Regions from separate parts of the Mus musculus genome. Here region 1 is linked to region 2. The links are chromatin contacts, called in public promoter capture Hi-C maps. All regions are on one chromosome and are shown on one strand. Each heading gives the region's core, a stretch centred on a gene start, on an enhancer-like site or on the middle of the called end of the contact. The rest is flanking DNA. Distances are from core to core; before and after follow the strand shown.

Region 1 (2,700 bases), core at 68-2,567, 150 kb after region 2:
ATTTCCCTTTTTAAAAAAATTAACTCTTCTTTCTCCATATATACTAGAGAAGGTACAGGGAAGATTAAAATCTCCAAGCAGAGAGAGTTTGTTATGAGTGTTACACACATTGCTGGCTCTTGTCAATGCACTATGATAGGTTAGTAAGCAATACAAAAAAAGAAAAACTTCAAAAGATACAAAAGAATAAGACTCTAAGTTATAATAGTGGGCTGGTGAGATGGCTCAGCCATTAAAGGCTAGGCTCTCCTTCTAAAATATGTTACAGCATAAAACTAAAAGAAGATAAAGGGTAACAGGATGTTGGATTGCTTAGTATTTTTTGCTCGATATTTGGCCCATTTAAAATTCTGGATTTGGGGAGGGAAGGTCAAGGCACCTCAATGGCACAGTACATACTTAGTGAACACAAAGCCTTCACGTCAATGCTAGGCACTACCACCCAGCCTGCAAATCAGTTTATTTTAAGAAATGTGGCAGTATTAAGAAATGTGGCAGTATTTTAAGGACTCACCATACACAGGATGCCATATCTATGAGTGAGTACACTCACAGATATCCAGAGGAAGAGGAGTACCATGAGCACAGCACCCAACCGGAAGAGTAAGGAAGGAATGGCTTTCCAGAGGTGGACACCAGAGGCAAATGTCCAAATGACAGAGACAGGAGTAAGGTAGGTTCTTTCAGACAGATAAGGATAAGAAGAAGCGTTACAAACTGGCAGGTTGTCTGTCTTCTTGATGAGTACTGTGTAGGCAGAAGCTCTAGGCTGACCTCAGGAGAAATACCTGCCAACCAGCAGCACCAGTTCCCCAGACAGCACTGCAGTGGGTGCAGCAGCTGGCCCCAAACTGCACATCTTGCCAAATTTAGCTCCAAAGTTCTAAGTTTAGCTCAGAAGTCCTTCTGCATATAAATATTAGATTGGGCCTTGAGAGCAGAGTCTGTAGAATAAAGTTCATACTCCATGGATTTCCCTAAGAAGCTGTGAATGGTGCTGTGGTCTGAGACAGGGTCTCACTTATGTAGGCCTGCATGAACTCATACAGGTCCTTCTGCTTCAGCCTCAGGGCTGGAATTTAAATGTGTGCCAACACGCTAGGCAGGAGCTGTAGATTTTAAATGGCTGTGACATATTAACATAACAAGACCACGGGCCTTTAAGCTGATCAGCAACTCCTCACTTCCTGGTTCTTCCCCCTCCTAGTAACTTCTTCTGTGGATGGCAGGCTCTTCCTGAGCTATCTCAGTCCTCCACAGCCATCCAATTCAGCAAAGCTGAAGGCTCTCAGCACAACCCTTTGTTTACATAAGCCAATCAGGACCAAGTATTGGGCATAAAAAGGGCCCAGGCAGGAGGCCAGACTTCCTCTCCACCTCAGTAAAGCTCTGGCTCCTCTGCTGTCCTGGCTCATTATTCTTCACTGTTTTTAAGACAAGATCCTGGGGCCACTCAGAGTGATTCAGTGGCTGCTGCATTTCTATGGCCATATTTTCTCTAGAATTAAGCCCACCTGAGCAAGGAGATAGCTCTATCACAGTCAAAGACCCCCACAACATGGAGAGCTAAGGCAGAACATGTAAATCAGAACAATGGTAGGGAGCCCATGCCTAGAACTCCAGCACTCTGGAGGCTAAGGCAGGAGGAGGCCACGAGTCAGAGTCTGAAAATAAAGCAATCAAACTACAACAAAAGCCCAAACAGGCATGGTTGTGCACACTGGATGAAAAAGAGATAGAGGAGAGGGAGAGGGAGAGGGAGAGGGAGAGGGAGAGGGAGAGGGAGAGGGAGAGGGAGAGGGAGAGGGAGAGGGAGAGGGAGAGGGAGAGGGAGAGGGAGAGGGAGAGGGAGAGGGAGAGGGAGAGGGAGAGGGAGAGGGAGAGGGAGAGGGAGAGGAGAGGGAGAGGGGGGAGAGGGGGGAGAGGGGGGAGAGGGAGAGGGAGAGGGAGAGGAGGGGATGGGAGGGCTGCTGCTCCTAAGTATGGTGGAGGAGAAAGTTTATTATCAATATAAGGGAGACCTAACCAGAGGGACAAACATCTAAGAGAGTTCAGAGTGGTCACTACCCTGAACCATATGGGGAGAGGAGGAGAGGAAGGGAAGAGAGAGGGAGGGATCAGGTACAGCAGCCAGGAGGCCAAAGGTCAAAGGAAGGGCAGCCCAGCCCCTGGACTGGAGAGTTCAGAGTAGAGGACAGGGTGTGCCAACCATGCTCTTTAACAGTAGGACAGCGGAATGCTGGGAGAACATGGAGGCCTGGTCCACTCTGATAAGTTAATTAGGCATTCCCTACTAACAGACACCTGGCCTTAGCCCTTAGGTGGCTGGAGTCGGAGGACTTAGAATTTAAGGTTGGGGTGGCTACACAGTAAATCTGAGGCTTATGTAGTGAGTTTCTCTACAAAACCAGAAATAACAAACCCAAACCAACCAAAAGATAAATGATGGTCAAAAAGGAGAAAAGATAATCTTTCAGAGTGCATGTTCATAGACTGGCCTTTGAGATTACTTCTGGAATGCTGGGATTAAAGGTGTGTGCCTCAGAACCTGGCAATGATGCTTAAGACGCATGTCTGAAATGCTCACTCTATACTTATAATTTACTTTAGAAACGCATTCTTTACATGGCTTGAAAATCTGTTTCCTCAAAGCTTGCACGTGAAGGCTGAGATGTAGCTCACATAACATGCAGAAAGCTC
Region 2 (2,700 bases), core at 158-2,657:
GAAATGATCTGGGGCAGAGGAGGCACTGACCTAGGACTTGCCTTGGCCCTGCCTGAGGTGACAACTCCTGTAACAATTACTTTACAAAGTGGCCCAGGTAGACAGCCACTGTCTGCCACCAACTGAGGAAGAAGAAGCACAGAGCCCTTAAATAAACTAATCCAGGGCCATCCCACTCTGAAGGCAGGGCAGGGAGGGAGCCGTTAAGACTCCTGACCTGGGTCAGACACCCTCAGTCAGACCACTGAAAAGGGAGGCCAGGCTGGGGGTGAGGCACAGGGTTGAGGCATGATTTGAGCTGACTTCTGGAGGAGGGAATTTAACTGGGTTCCCGGAAATGGGCAACGTGTGCAGAATGAGTGAGGAGGGTCGAGGAGATCTGAGCAAACCACACCGTCCCAGAACAAACAAGTCATCTGACTTCTGGGAAAGAGGAGTGAAGGGTACAGCCATCTGAGGCTGGCCCAGAAATTGCCACCGTGGGGCGTGTTGGGAAGGTCAGGGCATTCCCCTCTGCACCCTGCCCTGTGTCACACGTGAATCGGGAGGGATCAAAGAAAGGGCCTTGACCTGAGTATCCTCCCAAAGAGGAGGCAAAATGCCCAGGTCCCAGCCATCGACGTGAGGGCATCGAGAGCACACAGGGGTAAGGAAAAAGGATGATGGTCCTGGGTGTCAGGTTCTAGTGTCCCAATCCTGATCCTAAGAGAGACTGGGAAGGAGACAGAGGCTCAGCAGGGCTGAGCTGTGGTTAGGGCTCCGGGGCTCAGAACAGGATAAAAAAAAATGTGAAGGCCTGGCAGGGCCATGTCCTGCTTCCTCCCAGATCTTGACCCTATCTCTTTCCTGTCCCCCAGACCAGTGTTCTCTGAATAATGGTGGCTGTAGTCACAACTGCTCAGTGGCCCCTGGTGAAGGCATCGTGTGCTCTTGCCCTCTGGGCATGGAGCTGGGCTCTGACAACCACACCTGCCAGATCCAGAGCTACTGTGCCAAGCACCTCAAATGCAGCCAGAAGTGTGACCAGAACAAGTTCAGTGTGAAGTGCTCCTGCTACGAGGGCTGGGTCTTGGAGCCTGACGGGGAAAGCTGCCGCAGTCTGGGTAAGACGCAGTGGGGTCAAGGTGAGCCAGCCAAGCAGGCCTGGTCACGCGCCTGAGCTACAGTGGGCTGAAGGCCAGGGCTAGCAGGGACGCTGTATGTATATCCCAGGACAGGGTGGCACAGTGAGTGGCTCTAAGCCCTTCGCTGACCTGAACACTTGCCTCCCTCCAGATCCCTTCAAACCGTTCATCATCTTCTCCAACCGCCACGAGATCAGGCGCATTGACCTTCACAAGGGGGACTACAGCGTCCTAGTGCCTGGCCTGCGCAACACTATTGCCCTGGACTTCCACCTCAGCCAGAGTGCCCTCTACTGGACCGACGTGGTAGAGGACAAGATCTACCGTGGGAAACTCCTGGACAACGGAGGTGACTCTTTGGGCCTGGGAGAGTTGCCAGGATTGTACACAGATGGCACTTGGGTACTCAGGGTCACGGGCCCAGATTCAGGTGGCCCCGGAGCTGAGGCTTCGGCTGCCCATCCCCCGTGTGCCCCCCCTCCCCCAGTTAATTGGGTTGGATTTTGCTGTGGGTCTCAGAGCCTGATGCCCCGTAATTATCGTAAGCATTGCTGCTGCCTGATAATTAACAAAATGATCACCCTTTCTTTGGAACGGCCTGAAGCCTGGTTCCCCAGTCTTGGAATTTTGGGCTTAGAAGGAAAATGCCATGTAGGGATGGACCACCTCTGTCTCGGGGTAGCCTGAGCTACACAGGCTCAGTATTAAGCATCTATTGCGCTGGATACAGCAGTGATCAAGACAGATAGTTTTAAGTTGTGTGTCAGGGAGGGTCCCTGAGCAGAGGCAAGCAAGAGACATGTTTTAATAGAGGAGTTTGTGTTGTTTATTATAAAAGAAACTTGGAAACATCTCAAATGTCCGTCCTCAGGAGAATAGTTACGTAAACTGAGCTGTCGTCACATGACAGTTTCTAAAATAATAAGACACACGGACACATTAGTGTAGAGTGTCTTCAGGACATTCAATGGGTAGTTTCTAGCACGTTCCATCATCCTTATAGTATGTCCAAACATGTTCCCAGAAGCTTCCATCAGCCCTGACCTCCTTGCCCAGGTTACCCCACCTCAGAACAGTACATACTCAAAGTGGCTGACCTCACCCCCTCCTCCAAGAGCCCCCTTTCCCACCTACCTCCCAGGAGGAAAGAGGCCTGGGAGAGGAGAGTGGGAGCCAGGCCCTTCAGCTCTCTGGGCAGAGGTGTCAGGGTGAAGGTGGATCATTGAGGGACCCTGAGATCCATGCCTTCGCCAAGCCCCGGCCCAGGAGTCTCTAACCACCTGCAACCTTCTCTTCCTAGCCCTGACCAGCTTTGAGGTGGTGATTCAGTATGGCTTGGCCACACCAGAGGGCCTGGCTGTAGATTGGATTGCAGGCAACATCTACTGGGTGGAGAGCAACCTGGACCAGATCGAAGTGGCCAAGCTGGACGGAACCCTCCGAACCACTCTGCTGGCGGGTGACATTGAGCACCCGAGGGCCATCGCTCTGGACCCTCGGGATGGGTAAGGACTCTGCCCCACCCCCACCCCCTACCCACCCCCGCTCCGTAGCTCTGTGTTCAGCCTGGCCAGGG

Evidence for each region. Capture Hi-C pulls out chosen DNA fragments and counts their contacts.
Region 1: a contact with region 2 is called in a promoter capture Hi-C map of adipose tissue. The contact joins two enhancer-like sites. A contact is called at or near these places in 1 of 115 datasets of contacts at active chromatin or transcription factors (pancreatic cancer cells) and 2 of 9 other capture datasets (adipose tissue and liver).

What each region holds. Positions count from the first base shown.
Region 1 is chr10:127,425,453-127,428,152 of GRCm38.p6, reverse strand. All of the region lies in intron 2 of R3hdm2 (R3H domain containing 2), which reads right to left. Among named protein-coding and RNA genes, the nearest start is that of Gm23819, 22 kb to the right of the region's middle. Within about 2 kb of position 1,317, at least 84 of the 459 cell types and tissues checked have an H3K27ac peak or open chromatin away from gene starts, as enhancers often do. A contact at or near this core is called in adipose tissue and liver, where this site is marked.
Region 2 is chr10:127,575,213-127,577,912 of GRCm38.p6, reverse strand. Lrp1 (low density lipoprotein receptor-related protein 1) reads left to right here. Exons shown (of 89, transcript NM_008512.2): 23 at 858-1,103; 24 at 1,276-1,473; 25 at 2,425-2,629. Among named protein-coding and RNA genes, the nearest start is that of Gm16217, 20 kb to the left of the region's middle. Within about 2 kb of position 1,407, at least 44 of the 459 cell types and tissues checked have an H3K27ac peak or open chromatin away from gene starts, as enhancers often do. A contact at or near this core is called in adipose tissue and liver, where this site is marked.